Linked DNA regions of Oryctolagus cuniculus: region 2 is linked to region 1. A link is a contact called in public Hi-C data. All regions are on one chromosome and are shown on one strand. Each heading gives the region's core, a stretch centred on a gene start, on an enhancer-like site or on the middle of the called end of the contact. The rest is flanking DNA. Distances are from core to core; before and after follow the strand shown. Region 1 holds the start of SLC17A8 (solute carrier family 17 member 8). Region 2 overlaps NR1H4 (nuclear receptor subfamily 1 group H member 4).

Region 1 (7,738 bases), core at 1,690-4,189:
GGGCTTCCTTTTGCCGTTGGTTCACTCCAATGGCCGCCGTGGCCAGCGCGCTGCAGCCGGCACAACGCGCTGATCTGATGGCAGGAGCCAGGAGCCAGGTGCTTCTCCTGGTCTCCCATGGGGTGCAGGGCCCAAGGACTTGGGCCATCCTCCACTGCACTCCCTGGCCACAGCAGAGGGCTGGCCTGGAAGAGGGGCAACCGGGACAGAATCCGGCGCCCCGACCGGGACTAGAACCCACTGTGCCAGCGCTACAGGCAGAGGATTAGCCTGTTGAGCCACGGCACCAGCCATAAACTAGAACTTTTTCTAATATTTATGCACTCTACATATGCCCAGCATTTTGTTTCACAGCCCTCAGGGAATTCTTCACTATACATACTTTCTTCTATTTTTGCTATATTTGATATTTGGGGATGGGAAGCAGATATTTGAATGCTATTCTACAACAACTGAATTACATGAGGACACCTGAAAAGGCTCATGGAAAATGGAACTCAATCCAGGTGAGGAGAAAATCTTTGAGACCTCAGGTTAGGCAAAAATTTCTTACCCTAAACAGCAAAAACACAGTTCAGAAAAAAAAAAGTGAATAAATCAGATCTCAACAAAATTCAAAATTTTTAGACTTAAAAATATAGAAGGAAGAAAATGAAAAATAAACAGCAGACTGCAAGAAAATATTTGCAGAACACATAGCTGATAAAGAACATGTACCCAAAATATATACCCATATGCTTTAGTCATAAGCAGACAAAAACCTATGTAAAATATTTGAAAATAAATTTCACCAAAAAAAGATATATGAATGTCAATAAGCACATGGAAAGATGGTTAATGTCCTTAGTCATCAGGGAAATGCAAATTAAAACCACAATAAGACACCATTTTACACTCACTAGAATGGTTTATTCTAAAAAAGCAAACAACAGTTTGGCAAGGATGTGGAAAAAACTGGAACCCTCATACATGCTGGTAGAATTGTAAAATAGTGCATCCACTTATGAAAATAATTGAAGAGTTTCTCAAAAACACACCATATGATCCAACAATTTCACTCCTGGGTTTTTATCCAAGAAAAATAAAAATACATGTCCACACAGGGACTTGTATGCAAATACTCCTAACAGTCTTATTCATAATATCTGGGAATTGGAAATTAGAAGGTCAGTGGACAGGCAGTATGTAGTAAATCTATATAATGAAATACTGTTCATTAATAAAGAACAAGAAGAATAAGCTTCTGTGTGAGCTGTATAGACCTCAAATTTATACAAAGCTAAAGAAGCCAACCACAAGTTACCCTATGATTTATCTACATAAAGTGTCCAGAACAGGCGTATAAATCTGTGTCAGTAGGAAGTAGACTGGTGGTTGAATAGAACATGGTTGGGGTTGGGAGATAGGGATTATCAGTGAGTACGAGGGACATTACTGGGATGATGGAAATATTCTCAAGTTGTTTTATGGTGATAATTGCACAACTAGGCAAATTTACTAAGAATCATTGGATTGTCCACTTGAAATGAATGAATTATATGAAATGTAAAGCTTAAGAGAGGGAGGGTAGAACAGAGGGGGAGAGAGAGAGAGAGAGAGAGAGAGAGAGAGAGAGAGAGAAACAAGGGCCAGAGTCAGGCCATTTGGATCTGAAATTGGGCTCTGCTACTAACTAGTTAAATGATCTCAGGAAAGTCTAACCTGTCTTTGCCTGTTTCCCATCAGTAAAATTGGAGAAAATAAGTTATTAACTACAGAGCAGTGTTGGGAAGATTGTGATACTATATAAATAGAGTGCCTAACACAGAGCTTGGACCATAGGAAAAGCTCAATAAATATTAGCAATATTTAACCTACCCAAGATCCAATTCTGATTTGGTTTAATTTCATTCAAATTCAGAAAGGTTTGGACTACAGCTGCAGAGGGCAATGACTGGTTCTGTGACAATGACTCCGGGGAAATCAGAGCATCGCCCACAGCACATTGGTCAGTCCCTGGCCGTCCCTGGGTGTAGGGAGCTCTGAAGCATCACAGATGAAGGCTGTGTCTTCACCACCAGGAGGCAGCATCCTGCAGCCTGGAATACAGGTGCAATGCAATATTTCATCCCCAGCGGAACTAGTGCTTAGGTTACACCTAAGTACAGAGGATTTGGAGGGACCCTCCGCCTCATCTGCAAGGCTTTCTAGTGGATCTGATGTCTGGATGAGACTTCAGGACCCCAGAAGTGACCACGGTGAAGGGTCAGGTTCATTGCCCAGGCAGGGGTACGACTTGAGTGAACTCCAGAGGCCACAGTTCAGTGGCCTCAGTGTTATGGAAAGCAGAGGGACAAGAAACAGGGCTCAGGGTCCCATGGAGGCACTTTGGGCGCCAGGATAAGGTATTTTTTTCTTGGAGACAATGAGGAGCCTGTGAAGATTGTAAGCAGGTGCTAGGACTGGCTCAGATATCTTCAGTTAATTGCCCTAATGGTGTCTGCATCCCATACCTTCAGAGAACCTGCTCTGTCGACGAGAAACAAATAGATGCCATCCTACATGTTCAAGGCCTGGGTTTTGCATTTAGCCCACTCAAGTGCAAATGTTCCTCCAGGGATCACATCCATGCTAGCATCCAAACAAAAAACTGCTTCATGGCTCCCACAGGGGACACAAAGGGCATGAAGTGGTGGCTGAGAGCCGCTCAGCAGGCCCAGGCCTCAGAAAGCAGAGGACTCGTAAATGTTTCATAAACACAACCTTCCCTCTGGACGCCTGCTCTGGCCCAGCGCCCATGACTGAGCCCCAGCGGCTAAGGGGCAGGTATCCTGCGGGTTACTATAGCACTCCATGGAAAAGAGCACTCAGGGAGAGCCACAGGCTGCCTGTGGGGAGGTGGGAGGGGCTGGGCTAGGCCGCAGATGCTGCTGCAGGTCTCGGGGATCCTCATGGGCTGGAACCCACTTTAGCTTCTCCAGCTGCAGCCAGGGAGGGAGAGAGGCAGCGCTCAGTCTCAGAGTGGCTGTCCGAGGCAACAGCCACGGGCGGCTGCTGCTGACTTGTAGCTTTTTCAAGGGGCTGAATTCCCAGCCAGACAACTCTTGGCATTTTTGTTAGGGAGGGGTTTTGAGAGAGGAGAGAGTGGTCTCATCTTGGAAGATCTGGGCTGAGTTTCCTCTCCTTTCTGATTCTAAGCAGTTACCTCTATGAGAACTGACTTCCAGGTGTTCCCGGAAAACAGAGCGGTCCCCACGCTGGACAGGAGAAAAGATGACAGTTGCTGAGACTGGGTGGTAACGGCTCTCAGGTGCCCCTCATTCAAAATGCCTTTTAAAGCCTTTGAGACCTTCAAGGAAAAATTTCTGAAACCTGGGAAGGAAGGAGTGAAGAACGCCGTGGGAGATTCGTTGGGGATTTTACAAAGGTAAAGTTGGGAGGCAAATTTGAGGTTTATTTCTTGAGTAGCCTCATGTTGGCAATGTATGAACGACTTTGTGTCATGTTTATAAAACACATTTTAACAAGGAGGGGTGGGTCAGATTACATGGTTTCTGGAGCCTCTTGCAGCACTAACAGTCTCTGTTGGGAGGGAAAAAATATGCATCAAAAAGTGTTGGGTTTAATTAAGGAAACATCAAGACAAGTGTGCTGTTTATGCAGCAGGATGAGCACATATTGGACTTGGGGTAATGCATATGATGTGTTTGGCATTAAATTAGCAAAGAGTGAGGAGATAATATTTCATGCTAACTCAGTGACAAATGTAGTTGTGTTTTGAGCTGAAAATTAAATATTTGAAAATTTTTTGTTTGTTATATGATATACCTAAAGTGGTCCCTGATTGAATAGTTTTCCCCAAAAGCACAGATAATGGCGTAATAGTTGGAAGAGTTAAAAAATTAGTATTCTTTAAAGCACAAAATCTCACATGATTATGAAGGGGAAAACATTAAGTACCATCACTGAATTGAATGAGATTTTAGTCCAAACCAAAAAACCTTTTTAAAGTAAAACACATTATCATGGGAAGGAGAGTGTGCCAAAAATAGATGAATTTATGTGACATTTTAATTTGTAAATTTTTATATGCCCCCTTTGATATATATCAGTTTTGATATATGAATTAATCCGTGGTCCTTATGTGCAAGGTAGGACTCCTTTATCTCCTTGACATAAATAAATGTGAAAATACTCCTGATAAGCTTTTTATGTGTTTGAATAATTATTTTTAATCCTGGTGAGTGAAAATGTCACCTAGCATCGCCTTTGTAACTTCTCTATGTTATCCCTTAAATTTAAAATCTTTTGTATTTAAAGTACCCTTTCTAGGCAATCTGAGACTATTTCTGGGATTTTTTCCCATTCCTTGTGTTTTAATAGCATATGTGCTCCCATCAGTGTTAAAATTTCCACTGTGCCACTCTTGATGAGTTTTTGTAATAAAAGAACAGGTTGGAGACCTTATTAATTTAGTAATTAAAATTAAAAAAGGCTTCAATCAGACCTCTGCTAAATTTTCATGTTTAGATGAAAACCTAGCCCAGTGACAGCAGCATAAACCAACCAAATATGGGAAATGGTTATAATAATATTTAAAGCAGAGTGTTTAATCCTTTTGTTGCACGCTCCCCAGGGAGCATCTTATTGTGTAGTGTTCATTTGATTAGAATTACAAAAAAAAAATGGCACAATGGCTTAATTGGCTTATTCAAGTGATGACAGGAATTTGGCAAAGTTAGGAACAAAATTCATGACTTAGGGTAATGGTCACCATTATAATCACCAACTTTACCTTAGTTTATAAAATACTTGAAAAACGACTTTGGAATTCTTTTTTCAATTTAATTGATTTTTTGAAATTTAATTACTTTTTTTTCAGTAGAAGACTTACCTTAGGAGCTGGCTTTGCCATGTTTGATTGGATGATCACATTAAGATCATTTTGTTTACAAAAATTGGTTTGCTTAGGAATCTTAAAAAATTAGTAATTTCCAAGTTGGGCAACCTCAACCAAAAATTGAGCCATATGTCTAGGACTCTTTGAACAGTTTCCTCAAAATGGCATCACAGGACAATAGAAAAATGGCTAGCACAATACTTGAGATAGAGAGTGCTCTAACTGAATGCTTGATATTATTATGGCTGTCTTACTTATAGATGGCCTTAGAAAAATGAAGCCAAACTCTAACTCCTTCTTTCAGTTATCTCCAGAGATAAACTATTGGCAGAGGAAGGAAAAATAAACATTAGTTAACCAGACACCCAAGTTGATCCTCAGTTCCCATGGTCTAAGCAGAGCTGCAGAATAATTAAGTCCAGCTCTGCCATGTATTTGGTATTAGCCATAAGTCTGTAAGATAATTATATGTAAAGCATCTTGCCCAGAGCTTGGCATATAATGTGCAATTACTTATTGCCCCATTGATTTTCACATAAAATCAGTTGACAGAATCCAATGTAAAAAAAAAAAAAACTCAAAGGACATTTTTTTTATAAAGGGCATTTGGAACTTAGAAACCCCTACTTTCTACTTAGCAGGCAGTGTAAATCATAGATGTCTAATAATGTTTGAGGCTGAGATCATCATCTAAATGGGATTCTTGAGATGCTTTTTAATCAGTGTTCCTCCTGCTCCAGGGAGTGCCAAATGCACAGAGAAGCATTTGAGAGTTCACACATGGGGTTGATTACAGTCAGGCATTATTAGCCTTCCTGGAAAACAGTCATTGATAAGAAGCAGCTGAGCAATTAATCAGCTAAATGTACAACAATATTTTGTTCCAATTTTAGTATATGTGCTGCCAAAGTGAGCACTGTACAACAATATTTTGGAAGTGTAGAAATAAAGATGCATTTATTTATAGTCTAGCACTAGACTATATAGATGACATAGAGAACATTAGACTTAGAAATGAATGTCCAGAAATTGACATGTCAATTTGTTCATCTTAAATGCTGTGGTGTTACTCCAATGGCTTAGGAATAAAAAATGGCAAACACTTAGTATGTTCTAGGTTCTTTAAACTCATTTAATTCTTTGAGGGCACTTTAGAAAGTGCCAATGGTTGTGTGTTAAACATATGTACCAGATGAGCACTTCCTGCTCCATTGACAAAGGCAGGCATGTTTATGGCATGCTCCAAGACCAAGCAACCCTGGATTTCAGTTGCCCTACCTACATGTCTTCAGGCCACTTGGCTGCAAGGGGTGAATCTCTCCAGGGTAGGGGAGAACCTTTTTTCTGCTATGGGCTATTTGAATACTTCTAACATCATCCACAGGCTGTGCAAAATTATCAACTTAAAAGTCAACCTACTATATAGATTTATTGAATTTTGCATCCCACCTCTGGTTGCCAGACCAAATGATTTTGTGAACCTTATAGGGCCCGTGGGCACAGACCCATGCTCAGAACCTTCCCATGGTATCCCACCTCCCCCAGAAATAAAGTCAGTCTCCTTTGAAGGCGCTTCAAGGCACTTATGGTCTGTAGGACTTCGAGAAGTCTCTGAGTACATCTCAGACATTCTTTTCTCGCTCCATTATCCTCAGGACTTAGGGCCCTCCTCACTCTCACAGGAACCCCCATATCCACTCCTGTCCTGGCTTTTGCACCATCTGGTCCCTTTGCCTAAACGTTTTTCTCCTGAAGAGTCTGATGGCTCATTCCTTCAGTTCCTTTCAGTCTCTGCTCCAAGTTCACCTGCCATGAGGAGTTTCTTGGCTGTCTTGTTTAAAGACAAAGCTCACCTTCCCTCCTCCCACCCATTTCCCTGACCCTCCTCACTGCTTTATTTTACTTTATAGTTTTGTTTTGCTGCATCTCTGTTTTAGGTAGGGTTATCTGAAAAGCAGAACCCGAGAGAAGGATTTGGGTGAGCCTGGAATGTGATTTATAAAGAAGAGCTCTTTCTGAAAAAAATACAGTTGGAGGGATTCAAGCATGATAGGAGAGGAGAAAGAATCAGGCAAGAATTGAGCTTGCATCCTTTATGAGCAAAGCACCCTTCCAGAAGCCCAGCATACAATGGCACAAGGGCCATATCCATAGGGGAGGCTCTGCAATATAAGTGAAACTAACTTACAGTGGTCCTTTGAGGCAAGTGGGGTCAGGCTTTAGTATCTCTGCACTGGGCAGTCCTTGGCCATGGGCTATCCCAGCAGGGATGGGGAATTTATCTATAGGCCAGTGAGCAGTGTGCAGTTCTGAGAAGGAAGCAGTTGTAAGCTGTTAGAGTGTACAGCAGCTCCAGGTGTGTGGCTGGCCTGATAAAGGGATCTGCAGGTGTGCACAGTGTCTATTTCAGTCCACCCATCACACCATTTGGATCCACTTGCTCCTCATAGGCAGTTCACTCCATCCAGGTACAACTTTTCCAGGACTCTGTTCAGGGTCATAATTCCTCAAAAAGCTTTCTACTCCTTCTCAATCCCCCTCGCTTCTGCTGGTTTGCTTGTTGTGTTGACCCAGGCCTTTGTTGCTGAGGGCCTGACCCTTATCAGGTCACGTTGGCTGTATTTATGCATTTACAGTTAAAGCTAGACAAGGAAGTGTTTTAGTGGATCTCTTGGGTCCTAAACATATTTCTCCCAGCTCCCATGATGACTCCTGGCGTTGTCCTCCAGTCTTGGCATGAAAATCTCAAAGAGATTGAATAGCAGTCACAGTCCTTGTTAATATGGACTTCACATCTTTGTACCAAAATAAACTTATCTTTAAATATTTTTGAAATTTATTCGATCAACAGATAGAGCT
Region 2 (7,738 bases), core at 2,065-4,564, 210 kb after region 1:
GGAAGCTGGAATCAGGAGCCAGGACTGAGTAACCAGGCACTCCAGAGTGGCATTCAGGCATCCTAACCAGTAGCTTAACTGCTAGGTCAAACGCCTGACCCTTCATAAAATGTATGTGGTAACTCATGCTCCAGTGAGAAGCTAGAGATATGGATTATAATAAATGTAATAGAACTGAACACAGAGAAGGAGGCAGCTAGTTCTGCTTCATTGTGAAAGGGAAAGTGCCACAGGGAATCAAGATTTGAACCTGGTCTTAGAACATGGGTGTTCTAGCCTAATTAAGATCCTGTATTTTAGGGAGAAAAAAAGGAAGACACAAGAAGTTATCTTATTTGTAAGGGGAGCTGTCAATTAGGATACTTTTGGCTGATGCAGGAAATAGTACGGAAATAGCTTAGCCAAAACAAGAAACCCAGAGGAAGGGTGGCAGCAGAATTGGCTACTTCAGGGCTCAGTGCACCACCAGAAACACAGGGTACTCATCTTCCTGCTCTGCTATCCTGGGAGTATTGGCTTTGCCCTCAGGCAGGTTCTCCTGGTCATCTAATGGCAGCAGCAGTTACAGACATCTTATCTAGATAAAACAGCCAATGGAGAGAGGGATGGTCCCTTCCTTAGGATGGGGATATAGGGTTCTTCAAAAGTTCATGAGAAAGGAAATTAAAAGATAAGTTTATTTGGATGCAAAAAGATTTGGAAATCCATGCGTATTAGCAGTCTTTAAAAATGTTATGGGAGGCCGGCACCGCGGCTCACTAGGCTAATCCTCTGCCTGCGGCGCTGGCACCCCGGGTTCTAGTCCCGGTTGGGGCGCCAGATTCTGTCACGGTTGCTCCTCTTCCAGGCCAGCTCTCTGCTGTGGCCCGGGAGTGCAGTGGAGGATGGCCCAGGTCCATGGGCCCTGCACCCGCACCTGGCTCCTGGCTTTGGACTGGCGTGGTGCACCGGCTGCAGCGGTCATTGGAGGGTGAACCAACGGAAAAGGAAGATATTTCTCTCTGTCTCTCTCTCACTGTCCACTCTGCCTGTCAAAAAAAAAAAAAAAAAAAAGTGTTATGGGAAATGCATATTATGAGGAAGCTGTGAATGGACTTCACAAAAATGTTATTTAACTAAATAAACTTAATCGTTTCATCTCATTTTTTCCCCAGGAACTTTTAAAAATACCCTGAATGTTTCTTAGGAGCTTCTCAGGAGGCTCCCCTTTAGTCTCATTGGCCAGAATTCCACTGCTTTTGTCCCTGAAAACACTGCCATCTACATGGGAAATGACACCCACAGTGCCTGGACCACGGGGAAAGGAGTAGGATCTGTCTTCACCATAGACATGGCCATGAGGCAGGGAAGGGGGACTGTCACTAATGAGGAAATGAACTCTCAGATTTAGGGACCTAAAAGAATAGGTGTCACTGATTCATAAGAAAATCATTGTGATTGTGAGAGCATACTTTGAAAGGGAAGCAGAAAACAGACATTGCCTTTTATGCTATGTCAGGGACTTATACCTTAACTTCTAGGTGATGGGGTGGTGCCACTACTAGAAAGATTTCATACTATATAGTTTTAAGAAAATAATATAATTTTTAGGGACATGCTCAATGTATCTTCAGATGGCCAATTGTAATAATTCATGAGGTCTAGAATACCAGGAAAAGTGTATGAATAATGTACATACTTGTATGTAACACACACACACACAATGAAAGACATTTACATTTTAAAACGACTTAAATCAGTACTTACTTTTATGTTAATTCTATCAAATGATTATTCTGTCAAATAATATTTCTGATCATTGAGCAATTAATTATCAATCAATTTATCAATCACAGACCTCTTTTTTCTTTTCTTTTAAAGGAAAGAAAATAAGAAATAGGAGCAAAACAGTTTTTTTAAACTTTTATTTAATAAACATAAATTTCCAAAGTACAGTTTTTGGATTACAGTGGCTCCCCCCCCCCCCCCCGTGACGTCCCTCCCACCCGCACCCCTCCCATCTCCTGCTCCCTCTCCCATTCCATTCACATCAAGATTCATTTTCAATTATCTTTATATACAGAAGATCAATTTAGTATATATTAAGTAAAGAATTCAACAGTCTTTTTTACAACCTAACTTTCCGTGGCAGTCTTTGTGGTTTAATTAGAAAATAGCTCCCCCTTGTGACCAAATTCAGCTAATCGGTCACAGCAGCAAAAATGAAGCAAATTTTAAGTCTCCAGGAAGAAGGAGGAAGCAGGAAAACAGGAAAAGGCTGTCCTCTTCAGGATGATATTATTGTTACATTTCTTATGTTAGAAATTGCTGGTTCACAAGCACTTGAAACATTCCCTGTGCTTATACTGGCATAGTCAATTCTGATTGCTAGCTAATTCCAAAAGCACAATTATATTTGATCCACCCTGTGGAAAAAGTGTTTCTTAAAAAGTTCATTGTTTTCTGCATTTTTCTGTATTTACTCTTGGCTTTCACAATACGTACAAGATGAAACCATCCTAATAAGCATTTTAAATTAATTTTCCCCAAAGATTATCAACTACAATTAGATAGGTAATGGAGAGTTGTTGGAGAGTGAGTGGGGATTTAAAAATGAAATGAAATAGGAAATTAGATAGTTAAAGATGATTTCTAAAATTTGGAAATTTTCAAATCAGCTGCCTTGGATAATATCTCTTAATCCTCATGTACTATTTGAAGTAGTGCCATAGTCATGAATTATTTTAGGCAATCACATTTCATGGCCATTTTTTGGAAGACAAAAAAGAATAACTTACCAAGAAACTTCAGGTCTTAGAAAAATACTGAGGCAAATCAGCCAGTAGTTTGCAGAATAATTTTTCAAAAAACCAACATATCTTTGTAGAGATGAAAGTACACAAATGTAATTGAAGACTAAAATGAACGTGTTGATTCAATTATCCTGAATAGCAATAATAGTAGTTAATATCATTTGTTCTAACATTTATAGAGGGCTTACTATGAGCCAGGCATTGTGCTAAGGGCTCTCTATATATTGTCTCATATAATACCATTGTTATCTAATTCACATTTCACCAATAAGAAAACTAAGGCTTAAAGGGTATAAATAATATGTCCATGCTGAAGTCACAGAGTCAAATGGCTCAAACCCACTGGGTCATGAACTCTTATCCACTATATTTGTTGGAAACCAGGATTGGTATCTCCCAGCTCACATCTTCCAATCCCCCGCATTTTAAGTTGTATTTAGTTTGGTCATGGGTAATCAGTTCAATCTGTAACATCTGGGTAAAGGGCAACCTTCCACATGACGTAATCCTCAAGTTGCTCAACAAAGTCCTTGTTGTTAATAGAGCCCACTGGGGTCAATTAGAGAATCAAAAGTCAAAGGGCAGAAGAGTGTGGCATTTTGACAAGTGAGAGAAAGGCCAAGGATTTAATCTGGGAAGAGTCTTCAGATTCTGGTAGGGGCAAGGATTTATACTTTCTGGTACTTTCTGTAGTATGTACTATTAGGTAATAACTGTACTCCCTAGCACATGGAATCAAATTTTACTCTGGTTTGCTTCAGCCACAACTGTGGCTCTAGATGTGGTTTGCGAAGGAATAGAACATTGCTGTTTTCAACTGAATCAATTCTGGGAAACTCATCCTATTCACCCACAAATAACAGCACTATTTCATCCCCTGCCCTCCACCACTATTTTCCTTGATGTCTCAGCCAAAGGCTCTGCTGGATTGGAGTCATAAACAGAACAGGTACCAAGCTGGTATTTATTGAATGAATGGAGGAAATGAAACAAGTGAGTCTTAAATTAGAAGGAGGAATAACCTAGATAAAAGAGAGGGAGGAGAAACCACATAAAAAGGAAAGAACACTATGATGACTTGGCAGGAAATGAGCTTTTAACCTAGTAGTTAGACGCTGGTTAAGACACACACACACTCTACATTGGAGTACCTGGGTGTGATGTCCTGATCTGGCTCCTGATTCCGGCTTCCTGCTAATGAAGACCCTGAGAGGCAGCAGTGATGACTCAAGTAATTGTTCTTTCCATCAACATGGGAGACCTTGATGGAGTTTCTGGTTCTTGGTTGTGGCCATGGCCCAGCGTTGTTTGGGAACCATAAATACGTGAACAAGGCTGGAGGCAGGGCCATGTGATAGAAGAGTAGTGCCTCCTAGTCATAGCTAATAGGACACTGTAGCCCACCGTCTTTGCTTCCATCTCTCACCAGCTATGTGTCTGCATTAATTATATAACGTCTCTGTGTCTACCTCATGAACTGTTGGAAAGATAAAATGAATTATAACATGAGAAGTGTTTAAAACTATGTCTAACACGTAGTGAATAGTACTCAATACAGAAGAACTCCTACTGATATTATCATGAGTTCATGTGTGATGAGATAGGCAGTAGGGTTCTATATTGAAAGGAGGACAATTAAAGCTTTTTGCCAAATATCAGAGTTTTGGAAGCTTTGTAAGAAAAGGGGAGAAAGTGTGTGGTTTGAATTTTAGAAAGGTCGTTCCAGTATATGGACAGAGGATAGAATGAAGGTAACAAAATTGAAGATAGGAAGACCAATGAAGATGCAATTGCAAGTAATCCAGATAAAAAGAGATGGGGAACTAGACTGAGTCAGTGCCACACGCCATAGAGGGGGAGGGAGTAAGCAGGTACAGCCATGATGCTGAACACCTGAATCTAAGCTGTCAGGCCTGGCAGGAGGGTGAGTGAAGTTCCCAATCACTGAGAATGGGAACTCCAAGAAAGGAGTGGACTTAGAGGAAGGCGGGGGAGTTTAGTTCTGTACATGACATCTTTGACTTGGGATAAACTGTCGTGAGTTTAAAGAGAGCAGACAAGTACTCATATCTGATATGCAATAGATAAGTTAGAACCTTTTGATAAGAACACTGGCCAATTTACTAGATGGGGCTGTTTATATTTTTTGTATGAAGAACAACCATTTTTTGTTATTTCCTTAAACTGCTATCTCTGCCTTGATTAAAATATTAGCATTGGAAAGATTAATTAATGCCATCCAGAATGCAGTGAACTTCTGAGATTCTCTTGGCAATCCAAGAGCATTATCCTCCACTGGGAAATAGCAGGGACTGAAATGAAGACACTTGTGAAATCAAAGGCATACACTATTGATTAGACCATCTTGTGAGGATTTTGTTCATTGATCATCTTTGTAGGATCTTGCCTTTGTCTGAGACATAGAGTATGTATGTAGTAATTGCTTAAATGTATGCATAGGGATATAATATTGATGCGTATATATGTAAATGTGTGTATTTATATAAATACATATAAAGCATTTCTAGTTTCAAACTTTTCAGCCACTCAAAAATCTTAAATAACTGCAATTTGTCAACTTTCCCCCATAGGTATTTCTGATGAATATATAACACCTATGTTTAGCTTTTACAAAAGTGTTGGGGAATTGAAAATGACTCAAGAAGAGTATGCACTTCTTACGGCAATTGTTATCCTCTCTCCAGGTAATTTCAGTGTTTCACTTAAATTTCTATGCCAATAGTCTTTTTTCTCAGTTACATAGTCAGTGTTTCTTTCTAGAGCCTGAAAAACAGGAATGTAAAGAAAAAGGAAAATAATTTTACTATTCAAAATGAATTTATTGTAAGCATTTCAGTGTACTTCTTGGTCTTTTTTTTGAAAAAATCACACTCATTTGATAGTTACACATTTAACATCTACTGTCTACCGAACATTGTTCTAGATATTGGAGATACAGCAAGATTATAGCTCACATGGAGTTTACATTATAGTAGGATGAGAAAGATAAGTGAAGGAACAAATGAAAGTGGTTTTTCAGGAGATGGTAAATACTCCAAAATATAAAATATCAGAATATTAGGAAAGGGGATCAGGTGTTCGGCTAAGTGGTTAAGACATCTGTGTCTCATATCAGGGTGTCTGGCTTTGACTCTAGGCAGATTCCTGACCCCAGCGTCCTGATAGTATGCACCCCGGGGGACAGCAGTGATGGCTCAGGTAGTTGGATTCCAGTCTTCCGCATGGAAAACCTGGATTGAGTTCCTGGCTCCTTACTTTGGCCCTGACCCAGTCCCAGCAGGAGCAACATTTGGGGAGTGAACCAGCACATGGCAGCTCTCTGTCTCTCTGCCTCTTTCTCTGTCTCTAAAATAAATGAATGAATTTTTAAAAGAATATAAGTAAAGAAAGTAACGGAAGAATGCTATTTTAATATTTTCCTAGGTGGTTGCATTTGAGCAGGGATTAAATGAAATTTGTACTTTTTCTTTGGTGTTTTTTTTTTTTTTTAATTATTCTAAAGGCAGAGTCACACAGAAACACACACACACACGCACACACACACAGAGAAACAAAGAGAGAGAAATTTTCCATCTGGTGATTCCCTCCCCAAATGGCTGCGACAGCCAGGGCAAGGCCAGCCTGAAGCTCCAATCCAAAACCACCATCTGGGTCTCCTATGAGAGTGGCAGGGGCCTGAGCACTTGGGCTATCATCTGCTGCCTCCTGAAGCACATTAGCAGGAAGCTGGATTGGAAGACAAGCAGCTAGGACTTGACGTGGCGCTCTGATATGGGATGCTGGCATTGTAAGTATCAACTTTACCTGCTGTACCACAATGCCAGCCCTGAAATTACATAGTTCATCAATGAGAACATGCTGTATCTTTTTTCTTTAAAAAATTACATTTTTAAAAAGCCTTTTCTCAAGTCATTAAAAATTATATCGGTACAATTTCTTGTAATGTGTGTATCATATCCCATTGTATGTATAAACACACTTTTATGTAACAATCTTTACTGTATATTATGTATTCAGGATGTTTCCATTTTTTGGCTTTAAATGATATCTAAATGAATGCCTTTGTATAGCTTTTGCCTACATATTTTGGTTTACTTTAATAATAGAGTGATGTCATCTTCATGATTTGTAAAGCTTAATTACAACATAAAAAACCATTTTTACACATGATGTTGAGGCAGAGGCTAGTTATTATGTTTTTTAACTATAAAAATTATGATTAAACACAGACTGTCTGGGAGTATCAACTAAAGTTACTCCTATATGTCCCAGCAATTGCACTCCTGGGATGATACTCACCAGAAAGGACGCCTGGGTTCAACATATGGGTTATCTTTCGGGACTTTGATTGAGAGGGGAACTTTAAGGAGGCTTCTGGGCAGCCTACTCATGATTACATGGGTGTATTTGTGTGTGTGTGTGTGTGTGTGTGTGTGCGCATGCTGCATTTTCCTCAACTCAAACACTTCATTTGGTCATTTCAAGTATACGACACTTATAAACTTATACTTCAAGAAAGTTAACATGGCCAAGATTATACCAAATTAATGCTTTCCCACTTTTTTGTTGTTTTATTTTAAACTTCAAAACAGATAGGCAATACATAAAAGACAGAGAGGCAGTAGAGAAACTTCAGGAGCCACTGCTCGACGTGCTGCAGAAGCTGTGCAAGATTCATCAGCCCGAGAATCCTCAACACTTCGCCTGCCTCCTGGGTCGCCTGACAGAGCTGCGGACGTTCAATCACCACCATGCGGAGATGCTGATGTCCTGGAGGGTCAACGACCACAAGTTCACCCCACTGCTCTGCGAAATCTGGGATGTGCAGTGATGAGCTTCGCGGGACGGGGTCGAGCCCTTTCTCCCTCACAACATGAATCTGATGTCTCACTTTCCTTCATTTCACTTGTACCTGGTTTCCCTCA

Evidence for each region. Hi-C and Micro-C count contacts between places; a contact is called where the count stands out from the background.
Region 2: a contact with region 1 is called in a Hi-C map of embryonic fibroblasts, with 4 times the contacts expected there. The contact joins the enhancer-like site here to the promoter of SLC17A8 in region 1. A contact is called at or near these places in 4 of 6 Hi-C or Micro-C datasets (ear pinna, embryonic fibroblasts, skin fibroblasts and 1 more).

What each region holds. Positions count from the first base shown.
Region 1 is chr11:103,260,873-103,268,610 of mOryCun1.1, forward strand. It overlaps SLC17A8 (solute carrier family 17 member 8), which reads left to right and starts at 2,940. Exons shown (of 12, transcript XM_002711219.5): 1 at 2,940-3,406. The coding sequence starts at 3,306.
Region 2 is chr11:103,470,902-103,478,639 of mOryCun1.1, forward strand. NR1H4 (nuclear receptor subfamily 1 group H member 4) reads left to right here. Exons shown (of 9, transcript NM_001082726.1): 8 at 5,384-5,497; 9 at 7,406-7,738. The coding sequence ends at 7,644. Among named protein-coding and RNA genes, the nearest start is that of GAS2L3, 15 kb to the right of the region's middle. Within about 2 kb of position 3,315, at least 1 of the 8 cell types and tissues checked has an H3K27ac peak or open chromatin away from gene starts, as enhancers often do.